Regions from separate parts of the Mus musculus genome. Here region 2 is linked to region 1. Evidence: chromatin contacts called from public Hi-C data. All regions are on one chromosome and are shown on one strand. The core of a region is the stretch at or near the end of the contact, and the rest is flanking DNA. Distances in the headings are between cores, read along the strand shown.

Region 1 (7,729 bases), core at 3,352-5,851:
CACAGACACTATTGCATATGCCAGCAAGATATTGCTGAAAGGACCCTGATATAGCTGTCTCGTGTGAGGCTATGCCAGTGCCTGGCAAATATAGAAGTGGATGCTCACAGTCATCTATAGGATGGAACACAGGGCCCCGAATGGAGGAGCTAGAGAAATTACCCAAGGAGCTGAAGGGGTATGCAATCCTATAGGTGGAACAATATGAACTAACCAGTACCCTCAGAGCTCGTGTCTCTAGCTGCATATGTATCAGAAGATGGCCTAGTCAGCCATCATTGGCAAGAGAGGCCTCTTGGTCTTGCAAACTTTATATGCCCCAGTACAGGGGAACGCCAGGGCTAAGAAGTGGGAGTGGGTGGGTAGGGGAGCAGGGCGGGGGGGGGAGGTAATAGGGAACTTTTGGGATAGCATTTGAAATGTAAATAAAGAAAATATCTAATTTTTAAAAGGCGAAAAGAAGAGAAGAGAAAAGGAAAGGCAAGGCACAAGTGGCCAACCCTCAAGCATGCTCCCTGGGCCGACCTGACAGTGGGCGCCACTCACACTACCCTCTCCCTTCACTGTACCCTATATTTCTCACCACAGCAATCTATTGTCTACTTGGTGTGTGATATAAGGAATGGGGGGCATCCTGCATTCCAGCCGTTAGCACTGTGTGGGGCACACAAGGGAACCTGCTAATTATACTACTGTGTGGCATTTTGTATATTTTTAATCATCATAAGCCCCTCTGACACAGTATTGCCACCTGTTGACCTTCGGCAAAATAATCACCTTCTCGATACTTCCTCTTTCTCTTCTTGGACATGGAGGTGGTATTGTCTACTTGGTGTGTGATATAAGGAATGGGGGGCATCCTGCATTCCAGCCGTTAGCACTGTGTGGGGCACACAAGGGAAGCACAATAACTGAAATTAAAACTGAACTCTGTGAAAGAACTAAAACTATCTCCTAAATGAAGCAAAGGATGGGAGAATGCATGGAGAGTGTTGGCAACGTTAGAGACAACATCCCCTCCATCCCACCTGCTCTTCTGTAGAGTGAGCTGGTATGGTACCACCAAGAGAGAGATCCGGACTCCTGCCTGGACACAAGCAATCCCTGTGATTTCTTGATCAGTAACATACAGCATGAGTGACTGCGCATTTCTGACACAGCCTTCAGCCTTCCTGGGAACTTCTACTCCCTGCCTGTAAGAAGCCAGCCACCAGAAAAACACCCTAAGGATCTTAAGACCAGTGGAGAGGGACTAGAGAATAAGAAGTCGTGTACAGAAGGAAAGACAAAATGCCCCTCTGCCATTTGGCTCACTGGCACCCAGTAACCCAGTCACCAAACTTACTACAGTTCTAAAGGATGCTCAGACTCATCTATAAGTGAATCCCAAATGGGCAGTGATTATGCATAAAGATGATAAAAGTGATCTCCTTTTATCATCTAACTCCAAGAATTAAATGAAGATATCTAGACTCTGTAGAAATTAGTTATGTAATTAATTAGCAATGTCTGCCTAGGACAGGAGTTGAAACACTCCTGACAGGCATTGAAAACTGTATGTGCGACTTCAGGCCATGGTTTCTCATTCACTGTTGCAAAATTGTGTGCCGTCAGTATTTCCTATAAATTTCTTTAAATATAAATTAACATTTGAACACCTACAACTCTTGAACTTTGTTCAAATCTATTTCCATGAACTACACATTTCCTTTCTTTTTAAATATTGTTTTTATTCTAAGTGTATGAGGGAAACTTTGCCTGCACGTGTGTGTATGCTGACCATGGAAGTCATAAGGGGTGCTGGATCGGGAGTTACAGGTGGTTGCGAACTACCATGTTTGTGCTGGGTTCAAGTCTGAGTCCTCAGAAAAAATAAGTTTTGTTTTGTTTTGCTTTGTCTACTAAGCCATCTCTCTAACCCCCACAGATATTTTGCAGACCAGCTAGAAAATGAAGAAACTGATTTTAAGTAAGGCTTATGACCATAAATCCATCAATAAAAAAAAATGGCTGAATCAGACTTAACTTCAAGCCACAAGAGCTTCTTATATACATTCATGAAAAATTCACACACACACACACACAATTAATTTTTTAATTTTGTATTTCATTAACTGTGAAATCATAAGTATAAGTTAAAATTTTTTAGCAACGCAGTCATTCATCTAATTAAAGTACACACAAAACCCTACACATATAAAAATACAGTTCTCTCATTCAAGAGAGAACATGCCAGAGGTCCCTTCCTCCACACCCCAACCTGAACCATCTCAGCTGCTCTGAAATCTAGAGGGCTCAGTCTAGAGCCAAATGGAAACCTCTGCTATCCCTTGGAGCCTTATGCTGTTACAGCAGCGTACTGTGATCAATTAACCAATCTTATTCAGTTCCATGATCCCAGTTATCTTACAAACCAACCCCATCCCCTTATCTAGGCACGAGGCATCTATCCCACCAAGAGGATTCATCCCACACAAGGGCAAAACCAAATGAAATGGTCAAATTCTTGGCTTTTGCCTTCAAGAGGTAAAGTTCAGGTTGGATTGTTCTGCCTGATTAATATCAGACCATGCACAGTGCAGCAAAATTGAATCAGAACCATCAGTGGCTTGGCTTAAGACAAATTATTTAGGATCAGCTCTCCGTCTTTTAGCAACATCCTCAGAACATACCAGTGAAGGTCAATAGGCAGAAGAGAAAATGGATAGCTTACGCTTTTAAATGCTTAGCTTATATATCAGTCTGTTACAGCTGTCATAACAAACTACTGAAGTCTTGACTCAACAATAGAAATTTATTGCACTGGGGTCTGGAAACCAGGAGTTCAAGATCAAGGTGTTAGCAGATTCAGTTGCTGCTAAGGCATCTCTCTTTGGCTTGCAGATGGCTGACCTTTCTCTGTCTTCATTGGTTCCCTTCTCTGTGTGTATACACCCCTAGTGTTTCTCCCTCTTCTAATGGCAACAGGCACATTGGACTAGGACCCCATTATTACAACATCTTTAACCTTCATTTCCTCCTCAAAGGCCTCATCTCCAAATATAGTCCCATTGGGTGCTAAGATTCAGTTCCTAACATCCTAAGGTCCTATTTAAATTTTACTGACTAGAAGACACCTAATTGATAAGAGGTTCTAAAACCCTTCAGCTCCAAGTGTACCTGGAAGGAGAGAAGAATCAGGCAAGAACAATCACTTGCCATCTCAGCCTCAGAAGGCAAGACAAGAAGATGAAAAAAAAAAAAAAAAAAAAAAAGAAGATGGAGAACAACAAATAACCTGTGACTGGGCACACAGTCCTCACACTCCCCATCCTATGGTGATAGAGAAGGCAGAACAAAAGGCACTGGGGGAAATTGGTAAACGGCACTCATCTGGTGGCACCAGGTAGACTAGACACGGAAGACAGCATCCAGGGATGTTCTCGCCTGCTTTACCTGTGTTTGGGCAATGATCCCCAGCTCTGGGGAGACGGAAATGGAAACTGAGTCAGCTATGAAAGTCCCCATCCCTTCCCATGTGGGAGCTCCAACAGCTGGTGTTTAGGAGCCATGTGTAGGTACTGTTACCTTCTGGAATCTGGATAGAATCTATATCCATCAGTGGCCAACATATTGCACACTGCCCATCCCAAAGGTCTTGTGCCCACAGTTGGTAATTATCTGGCTACTCCAATAGGAGAAACACACACACACACACACACACATACACACACACACACACACACACACACACACACACACACACACACAAAATTTCCTAACAACTGAGGGAGAAAAAGAACCTTCATCAGCCGTTCTCCTCATCCATGGGACTGAATGGAACGGCTCAAGATTTCCCCACAGGCCAGAGGGAAAGTAAATTACTCTCATATATTAAGAGGCACCAAACTAACAATTGTCAACTCTAGAAATGCCACAGAGCCATCTACTGGTTATCAGTAAGGAAACAAACAAAAGTGTTCATCTGAAAACAGTGAATATGGGGGAAAACCAAAAATAAATTCAACCCTAATAACTTCATTATAGAAATGTGATGGGAAGTGTCACCTCATTCCCTTCGCCACTAGGAAATCTATGAGACATTGAAAGTCAGCCGTGCCTTTAGTAAATGTGGTTAGGGAATTTGAATTGTATCTGTCCAGGAGGTCATTAAGGTCCCATTCTCTCCATTCCACACGTTCACATCCTATGCACATAAAACACAGATTCACTTTATGAAATCTGAAACACGCAAGTTTAATTAAGGAATCTGAAATCCCACAGTGTGGCTGACAAATGATACAGTTAGCGCCCAATTTTCTGCTATTAAGTGGATCGGCACTACAGCCACAGAGCTTGGCAACAAAGAAAATTTCCCAGAGACCTGGGTTAGGGACCAGGTGCGGGTAATAAAGGCCCCACTCAAGCAGGGGCCTGCTTTTAACAGCAAACTGAATTCAGAAAGTGATCGAAAATAGCAAGTAGCCTTGAAGCCTACAAGCCAATCCCTCACCCCCCAACCCAAACCAAACCCACATATACACAGGCCCAAAGCGCGATGCTAATGTGGTTTATGCTTCCAAGTACAAAACCAAGAAAGGCCTCCCAAGCAAAGAAATGCTCTAAGAAACACCTTGGGGTCATTTTCATAGCTTATGGGCAGAATTCCAAAGCCCAGTCCAGGACATGATCCAGCCTGCGGTGAAATGCTACATTTGAGCACAGAACGGCTGACCTTCCGTTTAGGGTCAGAAATCGGCTAATCTGTTTCTCAGACTTGCTTTGCAGAAGCTGAGCAGATAGGATGAAATTTAACTGAAAAGATGCCAGACGCCTTGTCTTCCTTCCCCTGGAAATCTTAAAAGTTGCCTGGAAGACCATGCGCCGAGCTCACAGCGCCACCTACAGCTCTCTAGGCGCAACTCATCACGGCCCTGTTCAAAGGCTGTCCTGGAGAGCGGAGAGCCTCTTAATCTTAAGATTAACAGGTATTATGTTTATTTGGGGATGTGTGAGGGTGGAGAACACCGCACGAAGGAGGCTTTGTCGCTGATGGGTTATATGCCTGATTGATTATATAGTTTGGGGAATTTGTTAACAGCTTCTAAACACATGGTGGTTTTTCCTCCAAGACCTGTTTCAAGAAGTCACCAAGATATACAATCAATCAGACATGATTGTCAAGAGCATTTGACATTGAAATATGATGTGTAACAAGCAGTCGTTCATCTCCTTCGCTGAAATTACTAAAGAAGCTCTGAGGTATAGAATGAATCCTCAACATTGCAGAAGGTGGAGTTGGGTGTGGTCACAGCTGAGAGCTCTGAAAAGGACTCTGCAGTCACCTTCCCACCAGTTCCTCCTCCGTCTGAAGACTACCCTCACTGGGATTTGAGTGAGTGTGTGTGTGTGTGTGTGTGTGTGTTGTTGTTGGTATGTGAGTGTGTGTTTTGGGGAGTGTGTGTTTTGGGAGTTTGTGTGTATGTGTGTGTTGTTGTGTACTGTTGTGTGTGTTGTCAAACTGTACAAGCTCCTACTATTAAGCCCAGAGGGAGAGAGAAGATCAAAAGAAGAAAAGGAACACAAAGAGGAATTCCTGCCTTTCAGAATGTGTACTGCCAAGCCTTATCCTGTCACTGCACTATAATCAAACTGTAATGCACAGACCCCTGTTTTCTATCAACTCTTACTTGCTCAGAGAAGGAAAAGATCTGAATCAGTCAAAGAAGACTTCATAATGAGTGGAAAATCTGACTTCAGGTTAAAGCTCAAATGTCAAAGGAGAATAATCATGCAGCCACCAGAAGAGATGATATAAGCAAAGTTGTGGAGGTGGAGAAGTGCTAGCTGCGTGCTATGTAAAACAGTGCACACACACACACACACACACACACCAGTCAGAGGCACAGGTGTGATCACACACTGCTCTGCTCTGTCCCCCTCGTATGTTCTTCGCACATTTACCATCACCTGATTTGCATGTGTCTGCACACTCACTTTCTCCCTCCCCGTGGCAAGCTACACAGGAGCAGGATTGTGCTGCTGTTCTTATGCTCGCTGATCTTCTCAGTGGCCAGCTCAGGGGATGGTACTCTAATTTCTAGATAAAGTCTAATTTCTTCTATGGAAGAGAGTTGGAGGGGAAAGTGGGAGGAAGCAAAGGCCTTAGACATCCTCCAAGAAACAGGAGTCATTCAAGTAGATGGCCTAGAGGGGTGGATCCCTGACGCTGGACAAGAAGACTGGGACAATTCTGTTTCCTCCCAGCTACTCAAAAAATAATAACAGTGGCTATGCCTAGGCTGTCAATGCTTAATTGTATGACTGGATATGAAAGAAACAATTGCTCTATGTCACATGCTGATAGTGATGGGTCATACCCTCCAGTAAAATGTAATTCTGAGATCTTAAAGACATGGACAAATTAATGAGCATAAGTCTAGAATGTCCTCTGTCTGAAAGTGTGGAAGTGCTCACAAAACAATGGACACCTGTCAAAAGGACCTGAAACCATCCTGAAAGGGGTACCACTAGCCAAACTTTGAAATGTTAAACTTTAAAGGAAACAGTGATAGTGATGGTTTACCCATTACATAGAGTAAAAATCCATGAGACATTGAAGAAACAGGCTAATCAAGAGATGCTAGGGGAGAGCTCTTCTTCCCAGTGAGTGCCAACTAACAAGTGCAGATGGAATGATGGGAAGAGGAAACCACCCTCTGAAGCCATCATAAAGGAAGTCTCCAGCAATTGATAAGGCTGGTGAATATAGAGCCACACACATCCGTGATCACAATGGGGAAAAAGTGACCCCAGTGAAGAAATGTAATAGAATCCAATTGACTAAGTGCCACGGTGAGAACCAAGGGAGGGGTTGGCATCGTGTGCCTCCCAGTGTGAGCACAGTGACTCCTAAGAATACACAGCTAGCACTAGCCACAGGGGTCTGTCTACCTGGCAGGCCCAGGTAGGCCTTCAGAACGAAAGGCCATTATTCTAAGCTTTTCTAGACCATGCAAGAAATGCTGAGGAGACTTTCCAGGCTGCAGGAAACTAAGGAGATGGGACAACTAACCAAGGAAATGGGGTGCTTGATCTTATACCAGAATGGCAAACATGCCATTGTTGGGAAAGTTGTGTCTACTGATATGAAGACTAGATGGTTGTGGATAGTCTTGGAGCAGAGATGATTAAGACATGGAGTGTTCTAAAACAAGGTAAAACACTGTCCTGCTTGTTGAAGGAAGTAAACAATGAAAAGCTTCAGGGAGTCCTTGGTCCTGACCAGATTCACTGGGGCCCTCCATCTCCAAGCTTCTCTCAGCACTACATGCTCAGACTCCCAGACAAGCTGAGATGCCTGGAAGAAGCAGAGAGCTACAGAGCTTCCAAGAGGACACTCTTCAACCTGTTGGGCTGCCTGCAGAATGTGCAGTAAACTCCAGGTCTCCAGCTTTCATGCTGGGGTGGCCTTTTGGTGATTAGCTGTCTGAGTCATTTCTGCTCTGGTAAGTAACCCCTCACCCATATTCCTGTAAATAACCTGAATAAAACTCACTGGTTGGACCTTGGCAGTATCCTTACTTTGGTCTGTCTTTGGTTCCTAGCCAGAGTAAGTAGGCATTTGTTCATGTCACCCCAGGAATGGTATCACACAACAGATGGAAACATACCAGCATTGTTTATTGTTTTGTTCAAAGGACTGTATGGTAGTTATTTAGAAATTTTGCCTACTCAGGAATGCCTACCT
Region 2 (7,729 bases), core at 3,656-6,155, 2.4 Mb before region 1:
TAATCTAGCATTCCATATAATAATACAATAGAGTGCATGCAAATATGCACATGGTTTGATAATTTTCTGTCTCAATCATTAAAAAGTAATATGTTGCAAACACAGAAGTGGATGCTCACAGTCAGCTATTGGATGGATCACAGGGCCCCCAATGGAGGAGCTAGAGAAAGGACCCAAGGAGCTGAAGGGATCTGCAACCCTATAGGTGGTACAAAAATATGAACTAACTAGTACCCCCGGAGCTCGTGTCTCTAGCTGCATATGTAGCAGAAGATGGCCTAGTCGGCCATCATTGGGAAGAGAGGCCCCTTGGTATTGCAAACTTTATATGCCTCAGTACAGGGGAATGCCAGGGCCAAGAAGTGGGAGTAGGTGGGTAGGGGAGTGCAGGGGGGGGTATGGGGGACTTTTGGGATAGCATTTGAAATGTAAATGAAGAAAATACCTAATTAAAAAATAATATAAAAATGTAATATGTTCAGTAAGTTGTATTCAGGAAGTAGTAACAGCTGGCTCTGAAAAACAGCATGAAGTCACGGGGCTTTTATTTGTGAGGGCAAGAATGGCTACTTATTTAAACCATTGAGAAAACCCATCTAGTGAGATGATGTCACTGCTAAGTCACTGACGGATCAAGTTACCAGGTAAGGTTTTCAAACAGCAGCAGAAACAATTGTAGAAGTATGCCGGACACATATGCTGAGCATGAATGCCTGCATACATAGCAAGGCCTCTGAACTGGAAAATAAAACTAAGAGCAGGAACCACAGAAAGGTACCGCTTGGCAGTGCGCACACATCATCCCAGCACGTCGGAGGCGAAGGGTCCTCCTTGGCTACATAAGTAAGTTTAATGCCGGCCTCAGGCTACTACAAGACTTTCTCAAAAGGCCAAAGGGGGTGGGGAGCAAATTATGGAAAGATATTCAGATCTTATAACCAACATCTCTGATCTCTGAACATAAACTGCAGTGAACAAAATATCAGGTACCGATTATGTCTCCTACATAGAGAAAACAAAACAACCTCATGGTGTGAGCCCCCAGAGCCAAAGAAGGAAAGAGAGCTGAGGTTTCTGAGAGAATGCCAGACAGTGGCTGAGAAGTTGTGCACAGTGCTTGAGTCTAAACCGAGAGTCAAACTGTGCAAAATTTCCTTCAGAAGGTTCAGGCCACTGTCCAGGCTTTGATGTTGTATCTGGCTGCCTTTTTAGCTTCTCTGAGTTTTGATTGTGTTGGGAAGTTCCTAGTTTCAAATTCTTTCTCTCTCCCTCCCTCTTTCTCTGTCTCTCTCCTATCTTTCCCTCTCCCTCTCTTTATATAATATAATATCTCTCCTTGACCTTAGCAAGTGAGAGTTTACAGTCACAGGACAGTGCTGAGCTAACACGCATATTCTTCAACTTGTGTCAGATTTCCTATCTCATTGCCCGCTGAGAATCCAGCCTTGGGAAGTAAGCCCTGCTCCAAGGGAGAATGCAGAAAATGTAGATTCCCTGTTACAAAACCCTGCTAGGACTTCTGTAAATGTCAGCCCTCCGAACCCATTGCCTTAGCTCTCTGTGAAGGGGCAATTCCACATTAACTAAATCTGTCAGAACTGTCGCACCCCATGGATGTTGCTGTTAGCCAGCTACTCAGAACCACCTGGCCCCTTTCCAGGTTTAGCAACTAATCTTTTGCCAGTGGCTTGAGATTTAGAATCGAGTCACCCATGTGATCTCCCCAAAGCTTCAAAGGGTCTCAAGAAGAGCAGCCATAGGAAGGCTGATGGTGTTAGAGTTCGGGCGGGTCGTTTTTGCCCTGACTTTAAAAGGTGAGGACAATCTACAGTGTGTCAGGGCCACAGCCCAGGAGAGCTCCACAGCAGGCTTTCTGTGGCTTCAGTCTTTCTATGCCTCAGGCCTCCTGTGGACTGAGACATCAGAACACTTTCTCTTCCCTACCCGATGAGTTTCATAAAACAAATAAACAGCAGTCCGCCTTGGAGCCTCAGGAGGAACAGAGAAGTGATGTGTGCCTCAGGCAGGCTCTCTCTCTCTGTTTCTTCTGGAAGTGGGTCTTCTCATGAAAAGCACATGAAGCGTTTGAGAGGGCCAGGCGCTGTTTTAACACCGCTTATTGCACACTCTCTGGGCACTATGGTTTATTCTTTCCCAAACAGCTTGGAAATAGCTACAATTATTCTCTTTGTTTTGTACAGGAAGAAACCAGAGTTCCGAGAGGTTAAATAATGTGCGTGACTGTCATGGAGCAAGGTCAGGACCTGAGCACAGAGGTTAGTTAGGCGTCAGTCTCTGTCTCCAGTGGGAAGGCCTTCTTGTGGCTTGTTAAGATGACTTAACAGTTGTTTCTATTAACTGCCAGCCTCTTCATCAAACAAACTAAAACATTTGCAGGCACAGGATGCCAAGCCATACCCCCCGTGATGGTTCTGGAGCTTGTCATCTTAGGGCGGGCTCTCATGACCTGGGTTGTATGGGAGGCCTCTCAGAGCTCCAGCTGGAACAGTCTTTTCCAGGAGTTTAGCTGTGAGTTTCCTGGAGATGGCTGTAACGGCAGCATAGAGGACGAGCTTCTCCCTTTTTGACAGGCTCCAGCCCACTCTGTCTCTAGCTACTAACCATGCACCCCAACTAGTGCTCTGCTTGGGCAAAGATGGTTTACATCCTCCTTTGTAAAGGAGTTTGCTGTCTTAGTTACTCCGGAGGTTTGTTCCAGGACAAGCAAACTGCAGAACCCCAGATCCAGGAGGAGACAGGCCAAAGTGTGAAATCAGCTTGCCTAGCCATCTTGGGTCTCAGGGCCACAAAGTGGGGCCATCTCCACTGCACAGTGAGGTTTCCAGTTTTTGTCAGAGATTATTCTTCATTGTTTACTTTGTGGAAGCTGGAAGACCCCCATCCCGGACACCTCCTCCCATCACAGTGTGAAACAGAAGTGGCCTTCGACGGTCTGGCTTTTCAGTTATATCTGATGTACCGCACACCTTTGTTCTCACTGGAAATGAGGAGCAGGAAGGACAGTAGACTTTGCTAAAACATTTCAGAAGGATCCCGGCCAGGCCAGTTGTGTTGCAAAAATAACCATTAGTCACAAAGGAGGAGGTGACTTAATGGAGCCAGGAGGGTGACATTAAAGATTACTCGTTCCACAGCCATAGCCACAACCACCACCATCACTACTGCCTTTTTGGTTTGGTTTGTTTTGAGACAGGGTTTTCTTCTGTAGCCTAGAAGTCTGCACATAGCTGAGGCTGTCTTTAACCTCTGCCTCCTCACCCCAAGTGCTGGGATTGCAGCCTGTGCACCTATGCACAGCTACAACTCCACTTTGAAGATTGAGGAACGACGGTATTTAGGAAGTTTTCATTGCAGATGCTCGTGTGTAGGGAAAGCTGGTTTTAGTTTGCATTTCGTTCTAAAGGAAACTTGGGCATAGCCAGCCCAGGCGATTCGTCCAAGGTCATGTAGCTAGTGACATGTCTTCTGCGTCTAATTCTAACATTAGATTCTGTCACCCCTGTCTTTGAGTCTTTTGTAGCCTCAGCTAGCCTCAAGCTCACTTTGTAGCCTGGGCTGGCTCTCGTTCAACTCCTGGTCTTCTTACTTCTGAGTCTTTAGTGCTGGGGTTACAGGAATGTGCCTCCACACCCTATTGTTTAATCCCCATTACCAGTGGGCCTCAACCTTCCTGATGCTGGGACCCTTTAACCCAGTTCCTCATTTTCTATTGACCCCCAACCATGAAATTATCTTCATTGCTACTACATAACTGTAATTTTGCTCCTGCTATGAATCATAATGTAAACATCTCTGTTTTCTCCCACAGGGTCAAGGCCCACAGGTTGAGAACTGCTACTCTTTACTCCTTTTCAGTGACTCAATCATGATATCTGCCTGCCCTTCGCTGTTATAGATTTTGAGAGAGAATTCCAGGGCTGTAGTGGAGGAAGTAAATGACCTTGAGGTTGTCAGTTGAGAGCAGGTTTTGAATAACTTTCTTCCTGCACACCCCAAAACAACTCTAGTGAGACCAGATACCCAGACTTTGCTGAATAGCCATCACCGTGTTCCCAAGTGCTTCATAAACCAGCCACACAGTAAATGACTGGAGAGACTGCATTTTGAAATTGGATTTAGTGGCCAAAATTGCCTCATGAGTTCTACTGTGCCATTTTTTAAAAAGACGTCATTTAGGGGCTTATAATTCACCATCTGCTTTGAATCTTAAGGACAGCAGAAGGAGGAGCAGAGAAAGCCAGAGGGCAGTCGTATTCTCGCCCATCTCACAACCCCCTTTTCCTTTATTCATTATTAAATTAGAACTCTTTCCTTGGCCAATCACCTTGAAGCCGCACGTGCTTACATGGATCAGTTGCTGATGCCTAGGTGGAGTCAGGCTGGATTGACGGCAGGATGGCAGGGAGCAGTCCTGCAGCCCTGCCTTCCAATCAAGCAATTATTTACTGCTAGGCCATCTGTCTTTATTTTGCAAAGCCACTCGATCAGACACAGCAGTATCACCGTGCTCTGAGCGGGTCATAAATCGCGTGGTACTTACACAGGGTACTCAATTGTGACTCACACTCTATCACTTTGTTTACCACCAGTGCAATCTGGATTCTTTGTTGTAATTGGCAAACTTGCTAAATACCTCTGGGATGTGAAAAATATGAAATGTCACATTTTTTTTTGGTGTGTTGTCAGGCAATAAATTAATTTATTAAGAAGAAACATTAGTCATCAGTACCGGGTGACTTGCCGCAGTGAACGAGTTATAATGTTATGAGCATCGATCTTATTTATACAAAAAGTTATTGTCGTATGAGTCTGTGACACAGTATAGAAACGACTGCCATTAGCTGGTAAATTACCAGGAAAGCTGATTTCTACTCAGTGGTTTATTAACTGTAGTATATGGGCTCTGAATTGCTAATGTTTCCCTTAAATTATAATCTGTGATGACACTGCAGTGCCCATGTTGGGAAAGCTATGATGATAATCATTAACATACTGTAATGCAATACTGAAGATTTATCAGGCTCTTATTAAGCCCTACATTACAGTATAATATAATGAACTGCAAGTTTGTTTTTTCTAATCCAAAATCTACTATGAGGCTTGTGCCATAAATTACTGAAGCTTCATAACAAAGCATGGGGCTGTGGCATCAAGCTAATTTCTGTCATTACGTTTGTTTGTTTTTATCTCACATGTTCTCTGTGTATTTGTGTGACATTGCATTTTTGTTTACCTAGACAGTTGGTACTTATTTTATTAACATCTAACTGTATTTTCCCATCTTAGTTAAGAAGTAGAAAGTATCCAAACATCAAAGCTGATCTAAACACTACTTGTTCTTTGGGAAATTTAAAGGAGCTGTAGTTCAGGATTCTTTGAGAAACACTACATATTCTAGTAGTGGCTTCATGGGAATAAACTCGCAGTACATTCCGGTGCCTGGAGCAGTGAGAGGTAGTAGAGGTGATGTTTTCAGCTCCATCACATATATCAGCTTGAAGAGACTAACATAATACACAAAGCAAATGCACAAACTAAATGCAAGCTGCATGTTTTTCATTCTTGCTTTTAGATAGAAAACATAACGGCAGCAAAGCCAGAAAAAAAAGTCAAAGTAGATAGGACACAGGACTCCGAGGCTACAAGGTGGATCTGACCAGGAAGCCTTTTTCCTGAGGATTAGCTTTTATAGTACCAGAAGGTTCTATGGAAGCTTCCATAGGAGGGAAGCAGTTCATAGCCTTACCCAGCTCTGATGTCCATGAACTACAACAATGACCAGCATGGTAAGATGCAATAGTGGCACTTATAGCTTGGCAGTAACCAACAGCTCTCTAATTGGACTTAAGGCCAGCTCAACATGAGGGAGACCATGCCTAGTTCTGGAGACCTGCCAGCTACCCACGACTCGTGAAGTCATGGATCTTAGAGGAGAACATACCACTGCCACTTTACTAAAGCAGCAACATCCTTAACTGAATTCTAAGGGCTTATACTCAGGGCCTTAAAAGAGTAGTCTTCATTCCTCATCCAAGAAACTTCTCTTTCCAGTAGATGGGGAGAATGACAGAAACCATACCTGACCAAGATGCAGAGAAGAACTGACCGCGTGTTGCCTAGCCCCAACTGGCACATCTACAACACAGCTCATGCATCTAAGGCTCAGGGGACAGCATGGCAGAAGTGGCATAATGATTGTAAGAGCTAGAGAACCAGGAAATCTGCTGTGGGAGAGTGTCTCCTAGACATGACCGGCAAGTTTTTCCTGTGACAACTCAACAATATGGCTGCCTAAGCAAGACCTGAACAAGGATTCCAACACTATTATTCTAGAGAAATCTAGACTATGTATATATACCCTTGCAATTAAAAAAAATTAGTTTCTTATCTTACTATTTTGTGGGGTTTTTGGACATTTTCAAACATATATATCATTGTGTCTTGCTCATATTTGTACCCCCTGACTACCCTCTACTATCTGTCCTGCCCTCTGTTACTGGTTCCCTTTCTACCTCCAAATATACCCACTTATGCTTCAATGTCACATATATGTATGCATATGTATACATATTTAAATCTAGATTTCACATATGAAAGAAAATGAGATTCCTTCCTGCATTCTAGGCCTCTTTGAGTCATGCCCCAAATGAATGAAATAGTATCAACTTTATAACCCATGTTTGACCATTATATCCTCACTGAAATTCTTCTGAGCATTCTTGTTGGTGACCAACTATGATCTGCCTTTTTCAGTATGGTAGAAGAAGCTCAGGGAGCCCCTAAGAGTAAGAGTCAGTCATACTTTCCCCTTTGGTGGTACTAGTCTGCTCTGACTGTGCATGTACCCACCCCTTCCCAGTTCTCATCTCAGCCTTTCCTCACACTCACCTCTGGGCAGGAGATGCTCGTTCCCAAGTCTTACTAGTCTTCTCTCCCTCCACATTGCTTACCTAACTCATACTTATCCGCTAAACTCCAAACCATATTTCTTCCAGGAAGCCTTTTTGGGATTATATATGCCTTCTTTTCTACAATTTCTCATTCATATGTAACAATCACAGTAATATCTATTTCCCCACTACAGTGCCAGTTTCTTAAGTGTATAAACCAGGATTATTAATTATTATTAACATATTATTATTATTATTATCATCAACACTAACATCTTCACCTACACTCTGCATATTACACGACAGGCATCCATCGCAAAATATCCCCTCATCTCAGTGTCATTAGAGGACTCCATTAAGTTCCATTGAAGAGGATATTTGTGTTCTCTCTGTATCTTTCAGAAATACCTCTTATATGCTCTCCTTACCTCATATACCAACAGAATATGTTTACATTCTAAGACTAAACAACTCTACCAAATTATCTATAGAGAAGAAACAGTTGCTAGTCAGAATGAGTCTTTCTGCCTGTGTGGTAGTTAAGTGAGTGATTCACAGGCATGACACATTCAGATTCATTTCATTCATGTCTTGTCACCTAAAGGCAAATACATGCTTTGCCATGGGAAAAACAAAAACAGCTTCATTTTTTGAAACATCTTGCAAAAATTAATTTGGCAGGCTACTTTACTGGAGGTGTTTATTTACCTCCATGCTGTGGTATTGAAGTAAGAAAAATCATTAACTAGCCTGAGTTGGTCTACATCTCTGATAACCAAGGCAAAGGCTGCATGTGTTTTCCATGAGAAGGCACAGAG

What was found. A called contact is a pair of places that touch in the nucleus more often than the background predicts.
Region 2: a contact with region 1 is called in a Hi-C map of the N1E-115 cell line, with 10 times the contacts expected there. The contact joins two enhancer-like sites. A contact is called at or near these places in 4 of 39 promoter capture datasets (cranial neural crest, hippocampal neurons, liver and 1 more), 1 of 15 datasets of contacts at CTCF or cohesin (large pre-B cells), 17 of 484 Hi-C or Micro-C datasets (B cells, the N1E-115 cell line, adipose-derived mesenchymal stem cells and 12 more) and 2 of 115 datasets of contacts at active chromatin or transcription factors (astrocytes and embryonic forebrain).

What each region holds. Positions count from the first base shown.
Region 1 is chr2:122,822,668-122,830,396 of GRCm38.p6, reverse strand. No RefSeq gene overlaps it. Among named protein-coding and RNA genes, the nearest start is that of Sqor, 61 kb to the right of the region's middle. Within about 2 kb of position 4,601, at least 16 of the 459 cell types and tissues checked have an H3K27ac peak or open chromatin away from gene starts, as enhancers often do. A contact at or near this core is called in the N1E-115 cell line, where this site is marked.
Region 2 is chr2:125,206,212-125,213,940 of GRCm38.p6, reverse strand. All of the region lies in intron 20 of Slc12a1 (solute carrier family 12, member 1), which reads right to left. Gm14002 (a long non-coding RNA gene) reads left to right here. Exons shown (of 4, transcript XR_866695.2): 3 at 2,202-2,276; 4 at 3,830-7,729. Among named protein-coding and RNA genes, the nearest start is that of Gm14002, 8.3 kb to the left of the region's middle. Within about 2 kb of position 4,905, at least 22 of the 459 cell types and tissues checked have an H3K27ac peak or open chromatin away from gene starts, as enhancers often do. A contact at or near this core is called in the N1E-115 cell line, where this site is marked.